Regions from separate parts of the Zea mays genome. Here region 1 is linked to region 2. The links are chromatin contacts, called in public Hi-C maps. All regions are on one chromosome and are shown on one strand. The core of a region is the stretch at or near the end of the contact, and the rest is flanking DNA. Distances in the headings are between cores, read along the strand shown.

What was found. Hi-C and Micro-C count contacts between places; a contact is called where the count stands out from the background.
Region 1: a Hi-C map of seedling shows a contact between it and region 2, with 6 times the contacts expected there. The contact joins the promoter of LOC103637883 here to the promoter of LOC100283424 in region 2. A contact is called at or near these places in 5 of 25 Hi-C or Micro-C datasets (bundle sheath, leaf, seedling and 1 more) and 1 of 3 datasets of contacts at active chromatin or transcription factors (leaf).

What each region holds. Positions count from the first base shown.
Region 1 is chr9:9,205,560-9,212,773 of Zm-B73-REFERENCE-NAM-5.0, forward strand. It overlaps LOC103637883, which reads left to right and starts at 2,758. Exons shown (of 7, transcript XM_008660903.4): 1 at 2,758-3,150; 2 at 4,185-4,242; 3 at 4,782-4,862; 4 at 4,992-5,027; 5 at 5,612-5,851; 6 at 5,931-6,069; 7 at 6,574-7,214. The coding sequence starts at 2,966. The coding sequence ends at 7,055.
Region 2 is chr9:8,915,472-8,922,368 of Zm-B73-REFERENCE-NAM-5.0, forward strand. It overlaps LOC100283424, which reads right to left and starts at 3,084. Exons shown (of 1, transcript NM_001156325.2): 1 at 1,894-3,084. The coding sequence starts at 3,019. The coding sequence ends at 2,027. It also overlaps a transcript of LOC100282489 not described here.

The sequences.
Region 1 (7,214 bases), core at 1,508-4,007, 290 kb after region 2:
CTCAAGCAACGGGCGCACCCTCGACTCACCCGAGGCCCAGCTCGGGCAGGCTTCGCAGTGAAGCAACCTTGGCCAGATCGCCCCGCCAACCGAACGTATCGCAGGAGCATTCAATGCAAGGATCGCTTGACACCTTATCCTGACCCGCGCTCCTCAGTCGAAAGGGCCAAAGTGACCGCAGTCACTTCGCCCTCCCACTGACTGACCTGACAGGAAAAACAACGTCGCCTGCCCTGCTCCGACTGCTGTGCCACCCGCCAGGGTGAAGCTGACAGCAGCCGAGTCCAGCCTCGGGCGCCATAGGAAGCTCCGCCTCGGCCGACCCCGGGGCTCGGCCCCCGCCTCGACCTCGGAAGACAGTCTCCGCTTCGCCCGACCCCAGGGCTCGGACTCAACCTCGACCTCGAAAGACGGTCTCCGCCTCGCCCGACCCGAGGACCCGGACTCAACCTCGACCTCGGAAGACGGTCTCCGCCTCGCCCGACCCCAGGGCTCGGACTCAGCCTCGACCTCGGAGGAGTCACCGCCTCGCGAGACCTTGGGCTCGGACCAACCACGTCACAGGGGGTACATCATTACCCTACTCCTAGCTAGCTCAGGCTACGGGGAACAAGACCGGCGTCCCATCTGGCTCGCCCCGGTAAACAAGTAATGATGGCATCCCGCGTGCTCCCATGACGACGGCGGTTCTTAGCCCCCTACGGAAGCAAGGAGACGTCAGCAAGGACTCGACAGTTGTGCTTCTACAGGGCTCAAGCACTCCTCCGACGGCCACGACATCACATGAACAGGGCACTAACACCTCTCCGACAGCCACGTCGGCATGTACATAGGGCTCTGGCTCCTCTCTGCTAGACACGTTAGCACATTGCTACACTCCCCATTGTACACCTGGACCCTCTCCTTACATCTATAAAAGGAAGGTCCAAGGCCCTCGTACAAAAAGGTGGCCGCGCGGGAGGACGGGCTGACGAACGAGGCTCTCTCCCTCTCTCGCGAACGCTTGTAACCCCCTACTGCAAGCGCATCCGCCCTGGGCGCAGGATAACACGAAGCCGCGGTTTTCCCCCTTGTGTTCCATCTCGCGCCGACCCATCTGGGCTGGGATACGCAGCGACAATTTACTCGTCGGTCCAGGGACCCCTCCGGGGTCGAAACGCCGACATTAACGAGCCAACTCGTGAGCTAAACGAGCTATCAAATTTCACCAAAACAAAACTATATGCATATCATTTATGTAACAATTGATAAACATATTATATGTATGTGTGGTGTTTATGGCCTATAAGTTAAACTAGTTGTTGATGAATTATGTCTATGTGTTAAATTGGTCCATGCGAACATATGTGTGGGCTAAACTGATAAACATGTGTGTGGATAAGGAATAGATGAGTGATGAATTGTGTTAATTTGATGTTAATTGATGCGGCCTTTAAAATTATGAGTATAATTACTATTTTCTATTGTTAAACTAGTTTAAAATTAACGAGAAATTGATTATATATATATATTATTTTTTCGTGTTCTGGCTCACGAGCTAAACGAGCTAGCTCGAGGTAACCGAACCGAGCCGAGCCGAGCTAATTCTATATCTCATTAACTTAACGAGTCGAATCAAGCTAATTCGTTAACGAGCTAGTTCGATATCGAGCCCTAGGCCCACGAGCTCTCCCTTCCCTTTGTTTAGCGCGTACAGGGCGGCGCTACAGCCGCAGCGCTAGACGGTAAAGGTCCCCTTGCATGGTTTTACCTGCACGTCAATATTTATTAGATAGAGAAAAAATGATAATGATTCAAAAGTATGGATATAAGATGGTATTTTATGGTTTTAGTGAGATATAAAGGGAATATTTAGAGGGAACCGTTGTGTGACATAAAAAATAGACGTGGAATTTTGACGACGTGGCTGGCATAAAAGTAGGGATATAGAGGAGAAAATTTAGAAAGAACTGATGCGAACAATCTTATACCATAAATATGTTTTAACTATTTTAGAGCTTGTTCAGTTAGAGATGGATCACTTCAAACCGAACAAGCTTTTAGGGTTTAGTTTGAGTACTCTAGTATTGACTTCAATCCACATATGTTGAGGTGGATTGGGATATAATCCGTCTCAACACATGTGGATTAAGATCAATATTAGAGTACCCAAAATTACACCCTATCCATCTCAACACATGTGGATTGAGGTCAATATTAGTGTATCCAAACAAAGCTAGAAAGTGTTTGGTTCCATCCAATTAAAGTTGAGTCCCTGTCATATCAAATAGTTGAATGAAAACATTAGGTATTAAATATAGTTACTAAACCCTAAACCCTATAATTATAAAACTAATGAAGATTAAAAGACGAAACACATTTATTAAATCAAATTAAACTTATATTAATACTTGTAATTAATATTTAAATATTTGATGTGACATGAAAACTTTAGACATGAACCGAACATCCCAGTTAGGCTATCTACAATAAGTCATCTATTTCATCTCATATCTCATTCCTTATTTTAAACTTCACTATACAAACAGTATCAAATAATATTATCTATAATTACACGTCCCTTTTTTACGCTGCCTACCAGTGAACTTGTGATGACTCGACCGATTTTGTATTTATGCTGATTTTATATGGTTTTTACTGTAACGATTTTTATACCAGTCGGATGGAAAATTAGAGTGTTTGGTAGTCCGTAGAAAAAATACAAACAAACCGGGCACTCTTTACACCGCGGCACGGCGTACAAGCAAACTCCGAAACCACAGAAAAATGGGCGCTCGAGTAATCCTCGAAAAAGAAAACAAAATCCGCAACAAACCAAACGCGTTCCCGTCTGGCCGTCGCCGTCTCCTCCACCCCTCACCTCCTTCTCTCAACCAGAACAACCAAGTGAAACCGCGCAAACCCTTGCTCCGATCCCCCTCTCCTCGGTCTCCTCGACGGAAGTAGTAGAGCAGGGGCCGAGGCCATGTGGCCCGGCTGCGGTGGGCGGTTCTACTGGGCGCCGGAATCGGCGCCGCCGGGGCAAGCGAGGGGTGTCGCGGTCTTGTTCGCGTGGGTGTGGAGCGACGAGGCGCAGCTGCGGCCGTTCGTTGAGCTGTACTCCTCGCTCGGGTGGCGCTGCCTCGTCTGCCACCCCGACCTCGTCGCGCTGTGAGTGCCGCCTTGCCGTTACTCATTTGGACTTATGGAGGCGCGCGGATGTAGCTCTATAGCTTCTACTTGTATCCTGACCTGCCTCTGCGGATATACCTATGCCTGGGTTTAATTTCAGAGATTGCTTACTAGTTTGTGCCTGCAGAAATCGCGAGGCAGGAAGATTTAGGTTTGGCCACTTATTTTATTTTTGCGGCAAGCAGATTGGTTCGGCATGGTACTTAGCTGAGTTGTGTTAAAGTTTGGCAACTCCCTTTAGATTAATCACTGGGTGTTAATATCCCTAGTCTTAAGGTTGATATATTTGTGCAGTTTTTACTGTTTGCTCTGTATTGATGTCATTTTAGCAATCCCTTCTGTTTGGCTTTTAGTCATGGTCGTCTTAGTTAAGTTACTGATTACAGGATGACAAAGATGTTTTGATTGTGGTAATTAGGATTAAATCATTGCATTTCAAGGTTTGACTAATTTTCAAATACTTTACAAAGCATAGAGAATGTGTTGTAATGTTATAACTCCTGTTGATCTTCAGCCATAAGTTCCTATCATTGATCCAACATGTCCTTATCCCTTTTTCACTTCTTTTGCTTTTATGTGTTGACAGAGGCTAAAATCATATATGCATGGGTTCAATATGTAGCTGGGTCTATCCAAACATTTTTGGTGCTTCAATAACGTGCAGCTGAATGCTGGAAGCTTTATAATTATTTTTGTAACCAATTTGAACGCAATAGAACAATTCTGATTGAATAGCACCAGCGTGCTGATTATCATCATATTAGTGCTCAAGCTAGAAGGGTTTTATCGGCAGCATTTAATTCACAGGTGGAGCGGGAAACTTTTCCCATGGACCTTTAAGCAATAATGCAATGCATAGGGTTTTTTACATATTTAGAAATGGCACCTGTTGAACCTTACTTCGAATATGGTACAGGTGTTCTAAAGTGCAGTGTTTCAATATGGTTGCTTGCATGATTGGGCCCCTTTATAAATCTGATCATGGTACTGTACTAATTCCTATCCTCTTCCAGATATCTCTCTGAGAAAGCAACATCTCTGGCAACTGGTGTTATTAGTGAGCTGGTTAAGGTAAGTATTTTTTCTCCCTTATTATTGTGCTTACAAATATCACACAATATATTAAGTGGACAGAAATTCTGTTAAAGGGTGGGGAAATTAAAACTGCATGCTTCTTGTTTATTTAGCCAGTAACAGTACTTTATTAGGCCTTTCCCTGTATTCACACCATTGTGTAATGCACTAGGCAATGTCTCTTTTAACTCTTTGTTATCATTTGTACTCAACCTGAACCTGTGCTTACACAGAAAATTTGTAGGTGATGAGATCCTTAGAATGCAAGCACATTATGAATTATATAATTATTTTATCTTATTATGTCACATTTCTTTTGTACCATCCTTTCATTTTGTCACCTCTAGCTCTATGTTACCTTACTACTGATTGAGAACTGAACTACTTGCATGTTTGTATATGATACCTCTCAATTCTGATCTGTTTAAGCTGTTGGGAAATAGGAGTCCTGAATCTAGATAGTCATCATTCTACTTAATTTTTCTGTACTACTTTACATAATTCTCCCTTGGAATAACATGAAATGCTGGTTTCAGGAACTGAGAGTAAAACCTGTGCCAACTGTTCTTGCTTCCTTTTCTGGTGGCTCAAAAGGGTGCATGTACAAGGTTATTCAGGTGCATGAGTTATAAGTAAATTTCTTTTATGATTTAACCTTAACTGCCATTTGTAAATCTTTTGCATTTTCTAATGAAAAAGAAATCACTTGTCCCAGTTGAAATGACTGATTTTTTTGGATTTTCCAGTTACTAGCTGGAATATGTGAAGGAGATGCAACCATGGTATGTGATGCTTTTCTTCTCATTCATTGATTTCAACATACATTTCTATCAATAAAAGTAGGCAAAGACATTGTAACCTATGAACAAATCTTAATATTTTGAACTATATTCAGGACACGTGGAGACTAAGTAACAAGGTAACAGTGTATCAGTGGTCATATGGATTAGGTACCGCTAGGCTATAGTTTCTTTCAGTTGTTTAGCGTGACGAACTTTTCTTTGCTTGAATATGTTGAATGTTTTCTTTGTCCTTCATCAGCGATAACCCCTTCCTTAAATGTTAACTTCGTACTTTCTAAGCTGTACCTTCATCTAGTATGTAGTTCTGTGTTCATGGTTTATATCAGGAGCAATGATGGATTTTGTGAAGTCCATTTTCATCGTTATATTTGTCAGTCATCATCTTGGATTTATCTTGAGATAAAATATTTACTGTGTATGTTTGATTAGTTTGTTCAACTAACCTAGATCTGCTTGTTATTAATATATGTGGTTCACCACTGGGTTTGGATTAGCTATTTTGGCTACTGCTCTTAATTTCTTGGCTAAGATGTTGAGTTTGACATAAATTTTTCACTGTGCAGAAGGATTATCGGTTAGTGAGAAACTGTATCTGCGGGCAAATTTATGACTCTAGCCCTGTAGATTTTGTCAGTGATGTGGGCACCCAGTTTCTCCAAAAGCCTGCTGTTGGAAATTTATCTCAGTCAACTATATTACGTTCATGGATGGCAAAGGTTCTAGCTTCTGGCATGGATACTCTCTTCCCAAGCAGGATTGAAGCTCAGCGTGCAGAGTACTGGCACACACTATACTCAGCAGCAGTAAGCTCTGTTTTATCTGTGATATCTATCATGTACCATCTTTGATACTCATGATATTTTTCATTTATTGTTCTTGCAGGGATTGGGTCCTGTTCTTATATTTTGCTCAGAAGATGATAATCTTGCTCCATGCCATATTATCTGTGGCTTTGCAAGGCGATTGATTGAACTAGGCACAGATGTTAAACTTATGAAATGGAGCGACTCCCAACATGTCGGTATGGTTCTTATCTTGTCTTCACTGTTATTGATAAGTAGCTCATTTGTAACTTGAATATGCATGAAATCACGTATTGGATTCTCAGTACAATTGTACAACTATTTGAGACAAAAAAACAAGTCCCATATGTACCACATCCATGAGCAATTGATACTTAAATATAATGATCTATTCATACTCAATTTTATATAAGGTTGACTTGAACCAGATGTCCAGACCTGGATTGGGGCTGTTATCAGTCTGAGAGAATGGTAGAGTAGGGAGAATATTTGATGTGTGAGTTTTCTCATAAATGTTGAGGAAATGACAAGCGGGGGGACATTTCCATGTCCGCCTTATAGCTTTAGGCATTAAGATGGTCACACTATAGTAGTAGGGGCAACATTATAATTACACAGTCTAGGGGCTGCAGATATGTGGGCCAACTTGAAATTTCTTCTCTGCCGCCAGGCATTATGTCACATTTGACAGATAATCAAATCACTTTTCTGATTATTTGCAGGCCATTACAATTCACATGAAATTGAATACAGGAAAGCTGTAGATGATACGTTGAAGAAGGCTCTTGTTACCTTCTGCCACCGAAGCCAACTATATGACTCAAATATGGCTGGTGACCAGGAGTATAAGATAGCGCACTCAGTGTGCAGTCTACACAATGCTGCAGCCAATTCAAATGAGAGCTTAAGAAGGGTTGCTAACAGTCCTAGTGATCACTTCTTCTTGCCAAGTTCGAAGGACCATGATGAATCTCGGGAACCCAGTTCTCTAATTGAGGATCAGAGGCGCCACATCTCACATCCACCCTGCATGGAGCCTAAAGGAGTCCTTGGCCAAATCCTGTTTGATGTTTGTGTTCCAAATAATGTTGAAGGATGGGACATTAAGCCGACAGTGTCCCCGAATGGACGGCCAACGTTTGCTTCTGCCCGGCAACTTGGTCCATTCAATCCCATAAGGTACTTCCGGCGCTCAAGACTGTAGTTTTCTGCAGGAGTTGAGGTTTTTGTATATATATAACCGAGGCAAGGTGGCTAGTAGCAACTCTGAGCAAGATTTTACCTATGTAAGTTCCCTGTAATTGTTTCTGTTTCTGCTTTTGCACCGCTTGGCGAGAGAATGCACATATGCTTTGTATATCAT
Region 2 (6,897 bases), core at 1,834-4,333:
TTGGTTTCTTTAGTCTAGAGACTAAAGTTTAGTTAGATGACTAAAGTTTAGTCCCTAACATGTTTAGTTTTAAGAGCTAAAAATAGTAAAAATATACTAAATGATGACTCATAAGAAGACTAAAATGACCTTTAACATTCTCCTGCTATTAGTACAATTGAACTAAATGAGGGGTAAATGTGGAATTAATATGTTTAGTCCCTTTTAGCACATATGTGAAGGACTAAAGACTAAATCATTTTAGTCCATATTTTGGCGAAAAAAAAACTAAATAAGACTAAAAACTAGAGACTAATTTTTAATCCCTACAACCAAATACCCCCTAAGTCAACTCTCACCAACCCTCACCTGCAGGCTGCAGCAGCGATTTTCATATATCTTCATGAAGCCCCTCCGGCTGAAATTCGATCGCCTCGCTGTGTTGCACTGCTAGGTAGCCAGCTCGTTTCCTCCCCCAACCCAAATGGGCGACTCCACCGCCACCAACCCCTCCTCGCCGACCGCAGCCATGGATCCCGACTCCGAGGTCGTCTTCGACTTCCCGCCCTACCTCTGCCAGTACAAGAGCGGCCGCATCCACCGCCCCGGCGGCGCCCCCACCGTCCCAGCTGGCACGGACCCAGCCACCGGCGTCGTGTCCAAGGACATCCGCGCCGGCCCCGCCTCCGCGCGAGTCTACCTCCCTCCCGGCGCAGCCGGCAAGATCCCGGTGGTCGTCTACTTCCACGGCGGCGGGTTCGTGGTCGGCTCGCCGGCGCGGCCGGGCACGCACAACTACCTCAACGACCTGGTCGCCCGCTCGGGCGCCATCGGCGTGTCCGTCTACTACCGCCTCGCGCCGGAGCACAAGCTGCCCGCGGCGTACGACGACGCGTGGGCGGCGCTACGGTGGGCGGCGACGCTCGGCGGCGGCGAGGACCCGTGGCTGCTGGAGCACGCCGACCTGTCCCGCGTGTTCCTGGCGGGCTGCAGCGCCGGCGCCAACATCGCGCACAACACGGCCGTGCGGGCCTCCGCCGCCGGCGCGCTCCCCGACGGCGTGACCATCCGCGGGCTCGCCGTGGTGCACCCCTACTTCACGGGCAGCGAGGCCGTGGGCGGCGAGATAGCCTTCGGCCCCGAGATCCGGCCGTTCATGGACCGCACCTGGCGGTTCGTGGTCTCCGACACGGTGGGGCTGGACGACCCGCGCGTGAACCCGTTCGTGGACGACGCGGCGCGCAGGGCCTCCGCGGGGATCCCGTGCCAGCGCGTGCTGGTGTGCGTGGCCGAGAACGACTTCCTGCTCAAGGAGCGCGCGCTGTGGTACCACCGGGAGATCAAGGCCAGCGGGTACGCTGGCGAGGTCGAGCTGTTCGAGTCTAAGGGCGTCGGCCACGCGTTCCATTTCGACATGCTGGACTCGGAGCAGGGCGTCCAGCTCCAGGAGCGGATCGTGGCTTTCATCAACAAATGAGCACCACCGAGATGATGAATAAGAGTTTTTTATGCTATTTTAAATATATCATTTGGATACTTCAATTGTAATAGTACACCGAAAGTTGTTCGATTCCCGATCCCGAAATAATATATTCGTTCTGTACTTCTGTCGGATGCTCGAACTGTAAATGTAGGGCGTTTGATTCGGAGCATTCGGTCTTTTGGTTTAAACTTAATCTGGCATCCTACTTTTAGTTTTTGGCTAGTTTTTTGTATTACCTGAACACGTTATTAGTTTATTTTCTCAAAACTAGCCGAACAAATAGCCTGGTTATTTCTGTCGCTGTAAGAAGCTAGCAAAAATCTAAAACAAACAAGTAAAACAGGTTACAAATTTGCAATTCGGGAGACGGTATGGGTTCGTTTTCATTTCTTTTAAATTTAGACACATGACAAGTGCGGTGAGATAGATTTCGAAACTTCAATCAATTGATCTTAAGCAAACAAATAAGACCCTCATGGCCTCATGCTCAAACGCCTCCACATCTGGAAACGGTGAAATTATTCCATCTCAATCGCGTAGCAAGGCGCGCGCTCCGTCGCTCGCTCACTTGCGCAGGAAGCCGAGGACGCGCTCCTCCATCTCCCGCGCCCTGTCGCAGCGCGGGTTCATGCAGTAGAAGACGTGGCCCTCGCCCATGGACTCGAGCAGCTCCACCTCGCCAGGGTAGCCGCTGGCCTTGAGGCTCTCGTAGTACCAGACGCCCCTGTCCCTGAGGTCGTCCTTCTCGGCGACGCAGACGAGCACGCGCTCGGCGGCGACGCGCGCCGCGCTCCCGCCGGCGGCCTCCGAGAACGGGTTGGAGAGAGGGTCGTCGAGCCCGGGGGTGCCAGGGCACAGGAACCGCCAGAACGCGTCGGCCCGCGCCTTGCGCGCCTTCCCCGTCGTCCCCTCGTCGCCGATGTCCGCCGCGCCGCTGAAGTAGGGGTGCACTATCAGCAGCCCCCTGATCCGCATCCCGAGGCCGCCGCTCTTGTGCTGCTCACCGGCACGGACTGCTACGAAGTGAGCGATGGTGGCCCCCGCGCTGGCCCCGGCCAGGAACACGCGGGAGAAGTCGCCGTGCTCGGTTAGCCACGGCTCGGCGGCCGGTCCTCCTCCCGCGGCGGCGGAGGCGGAGGCGTGGGTGGCCACCCACTTGAGTCCCTCCCATGAGTCCTCGTAGGCGGCCGGGAGCGGGTGCTCCGGCGCGAGGCGGTACTCGAGCGCGACCGCGAGGACGCCGGCCTTGGCGACGAGCGCGTTGAGGTAGCCGTGCGTCATCGGGTCGGCCGCCGAGCCGATCACGTAGGCGCCGCCATGGTAGTAGACGACGACGGGGAGCTTCTTCCCGTGGCTGCCGGCGGGGAGGAAGAGGCGCGCCCAGAGGCCGGTGGCCGGGTCGACGACGACGTCCTTGGACACGACGCCCGTGGCCGGGTCGGTGCCGGCCGGGAGCGGGGCCAGGTTGAAGAACCGCTCGACGCGGCCGCTTTTGTACTGGCGGACGAGGGGTGGGAACTCCGCCTGCACTTCGGTGTCCGGGTCCGCCGCCGCCATGCCGTCGTGCCCGTCGACGTTCTTGGCGTTGGGGGCGTGGGTAGCTCGGACACGGCCACACGGGTGCTACTATGTAGTAGTGCGGAAGGAATCCCCGAACGGCGGACCAAACGGTTGGTGTAGTGGCGCACACGCGCAGTGAGCTGTGGGGACGGGCAGGAGCGGCAATGTTCTCGTTCTCGGGTTGGTGTGGAGTAGAGTCCTGCCCTGACGAATGAGTGAATGACAACGATTAGGTGAGTGGTGACCGACCGCTGAGACTCTATCGGACCCATCTGTCAGCGGTCGTGGACAGAAATGTACCATCTCATCGCTTGGTGGGTGGCCGGCCAAGCTTCTAGAAGACGATGAGCAGGTGGAGTCAGTCCAGTGCACCGTGACGCGTGCCTGACGTCGCAGTCGCCATGCGCCCATGCGGCGTGGCTTCAGTGTACGAGCCACTGCGACTTTTGAGCTTCAGTGTACGAGCCCCTGCGACTTTTGAGTACTCCCGTATTCAACTTAATCTATAAATTAGACAAGATTTAATCCTCTTATATTTAAATTTGTATAGAAAAAAATTAATTCACTTCAATCCTCATCAATCCACCTAATTAAATAAAAAAATACAAACATGCAAAAGTGTGGAGAGGATCTGTTGGGGACTTGTTCTCAAATACTATGAATTAAGAACAATGCAACATAGAATGTTAAATGCTAAAGCCCTTCATCCGCTGAAACATTACTTCCCCAAGGATTTAATGAACTTCGGACAAAGGTTATGAAAAATATATCACGAAGGTCACACCTTCGTGATCAAAGGTAAAACAATGCAAAATGAAATATAAAATATAAAATATTATAGAATGTCAAGAATAAAAAACATTATTCACTGATCTTAAATGTTAAAGCATTATATTTGAATGCATTTTATACCTTCGTTTTGGCAGAAAACAATAATTCCAGAGTGATGCGTTAGCAATTACAAGATTGCCCGAACAGTAAAGGAGTACTGTTCATCTATTTATAAGCACATGACGCAGCATGTAAGAAATTACAATCATGCCCCTTACAGAAGATTACAATTATGACTCAGACCCTTATGGACTAAAAAGTCATTCCATCTTTAAGTCGGTTCGATCCTTTGTCTTTGGATACGTTATAGTATCGAAGCTTCATGAACGGTAGCTTCGGTATCACGTATAAACAGATTTGTCGAAGGTGTTTCTTCTTGTAGGACCTTCGGCGACGAAGCATGGTCCCAACAGGATCTAAATTTTTATTTTCTGTATGCTGCCATAGTCCAAAGGTTATAGGATATAGACATATCCTCTCTATTTATAGTTATATGGGCTTTTCTGGACCAAGAAGTTTTTCTCAACATTCTCCCTTGGGCTAATGCCACAAGATGCTTATGTTCCAAAACTACTTAAAAACCGACAGGAAAAATTAAACAAAGATTATATAGTTCACGCTTGCTACATCACACGAATTGTCTCATAAAACTTGAGTAAGAAACTTCCATGAAAACTCACCTTACCACGGATCTCGCCCTCTTCCTTGACTGCACCTCTTCATTAGTGCTAACAGTTTACACCGACGTGAATTGGACGGGTTGTCCAAACACATGTAAGTCCACCTCAAGCAGGACGGGTTGTCCAAACACATGTAAGTCCACCTCAAGCTATGCTGTGTTCCTCAGCGATAATCTGATCTCTTGGTTCAACAAGCGGCAGACAACTCTTTCCCGCTCTAGCACAGAGGTTGAGTACCACGTCGTTGTTAATGGTGTTGCTGAGGCTTCGTGGCTGTGACAAATACTCAGAAAACTCAATCGACCTCTTTAGCGAGCCATCATTGTCTACTGCGATAACGTGAGTACCTCTCAACCAATCCGATGTAGCATCAGTGTACCAAACATGTCGAGATTGACCTCCACTTCGTCTAGGAGTCGTCGTTGGAGCCGTTCGTGTTATTCACGTACCAGTGACTTTGCAGTTCATCGATATCTTCATGAAGGGTCTGTCTTCCACGGTGTTCCTCGAGTTCCGATCCACAGCTTGAACGTCTCCTCCACCGACATTTCTGTTGTGGGGGTGTTAGCAATATGTAGTGCTATATGCAGATAGCTATGGCTCCTGATTTTCCTCCCGTGATTTCTCAATCAATCACCATTGATATCTCAATCAATCTAGGCTGGTGACCGGCGGTATTCTGTTTCCATAAACTGGCCAGCCCAGGCTTATTTGTATGTAATCTCACGCACATTCTTTGTCAAGCAATATACGTGCTCTTTCACTCACGAGTCACGCCGTTGTAATACCCCGGGATCCACAAACACCCTGAGATGCTACTAAACTACACATCTAACATTTATATATAAAATTTCGACAGCATTTCCTTTGAAAATTGCATAAACGAGGAAGCAACAAAGTATAAATAGATATCATAATAATAAAACATACTAGACATTAATAATCTGCTAGCAATGGGAAGATAACCATAACGACATGAACTCAATTAACTAGTGCGCACGACTAGTTAAAAACAAACATCCTTTGACAAGAAGTTTTTAATTAAATCATGGCTGCGCCTGGGCAGCATTATTATGAGAGTGAAAGTGGATGTGCTGCTACTTCCCTCTTTCCCATCATGAATCAAGTACCTGCATTGAGTAATGCAAAAGTGAGATGAAACATCTCAGCAAGCAAATCGTTTTGACGAGATAATTAAACCACAAGATGAAATAATCAACATTTTTCAGGAATCACAATTAAGATCAGAAATACTTGTAGATATAGAACTCAATAGTCCCAATATAACCAATACCATTTCATTTCCTCGAACAACCACAACAGTTTGTATAACACTTCCCTGCGTCAACAATATCTGCAATTATCACTTCAATGAATGCATGTGAATGCAATGCATATGTCCTCTGCCTTCATACCTCTAAGGGTATGAAGACGCATCGTACCCCTTCTCGGGCAATGTACGATGCTAAGTTGTACCGGTACGGTCGGACCATAGGTCACGACAAAACTTCAGATGCAAATGAATCATGAAATGCATATAGCATGCTGCATTTATCAGTATACTTCACTTCCTTCACATACAATACAAACCTCAAATAATATTTCATCTTCCTTCAGATACAATACAAACCTCAAATAATACTTCATCTTCCTTCAGGGGTGTGAATTAATCTCATGGGTCATACTCGAACCATAATCATCATTGTTGGGGCGAAGGCGAAGACGCCACCCTTCGCTCGAGGCCTTCGCTGTACTCGCTGCGCCAACGGTGACAAGACAACGGGCAGACTTACCCTTCGTCTCATACGCCGTCGGACGAAGACCTGTGACGAGGTCGTCTCATCTTGCGACCTCGTCCAGAATGGAGGCCCGCGTACGATCCGGCCCATTGTAACAGGCCCTGCGTGGCCGTTGCGCGTTACGGGCCTAATTTGTAAAGGCCTCCCTGTAACTACGGTCTGTAACCCCGCTTTATGGGAATATTCCGGGGATAACCTAGGTGTCTGAGGGCACATGCGTCCTTAACACGGGACGCTGGGCACTCAGATACCTATAAATACCCCCGCACAGTGCCTGTGAGAGGCTAGGTTAACAGAGCTATTGCCATCTCGTGCGAAAACCCTGTTTACGTTGCTACACACCCCCGTTGGATCACCTTGCACCGGAGAGCAAGTTCCAACATTTGGCGCCCACCGTTCGTGCTACGAAAAAACCACCCGCGATGGCACCCAAGAAAGCTAGCTCGAAGGCTGACGAGGCTGCGAAGGCAACACTGCTGGCCGCAAAAAAGGGCAAGGCCCTCGCCCTCACCCAATCCACCCACCAAGAGGCTACTGAAGACGACGTTCTCCGCACCTGCGAAGA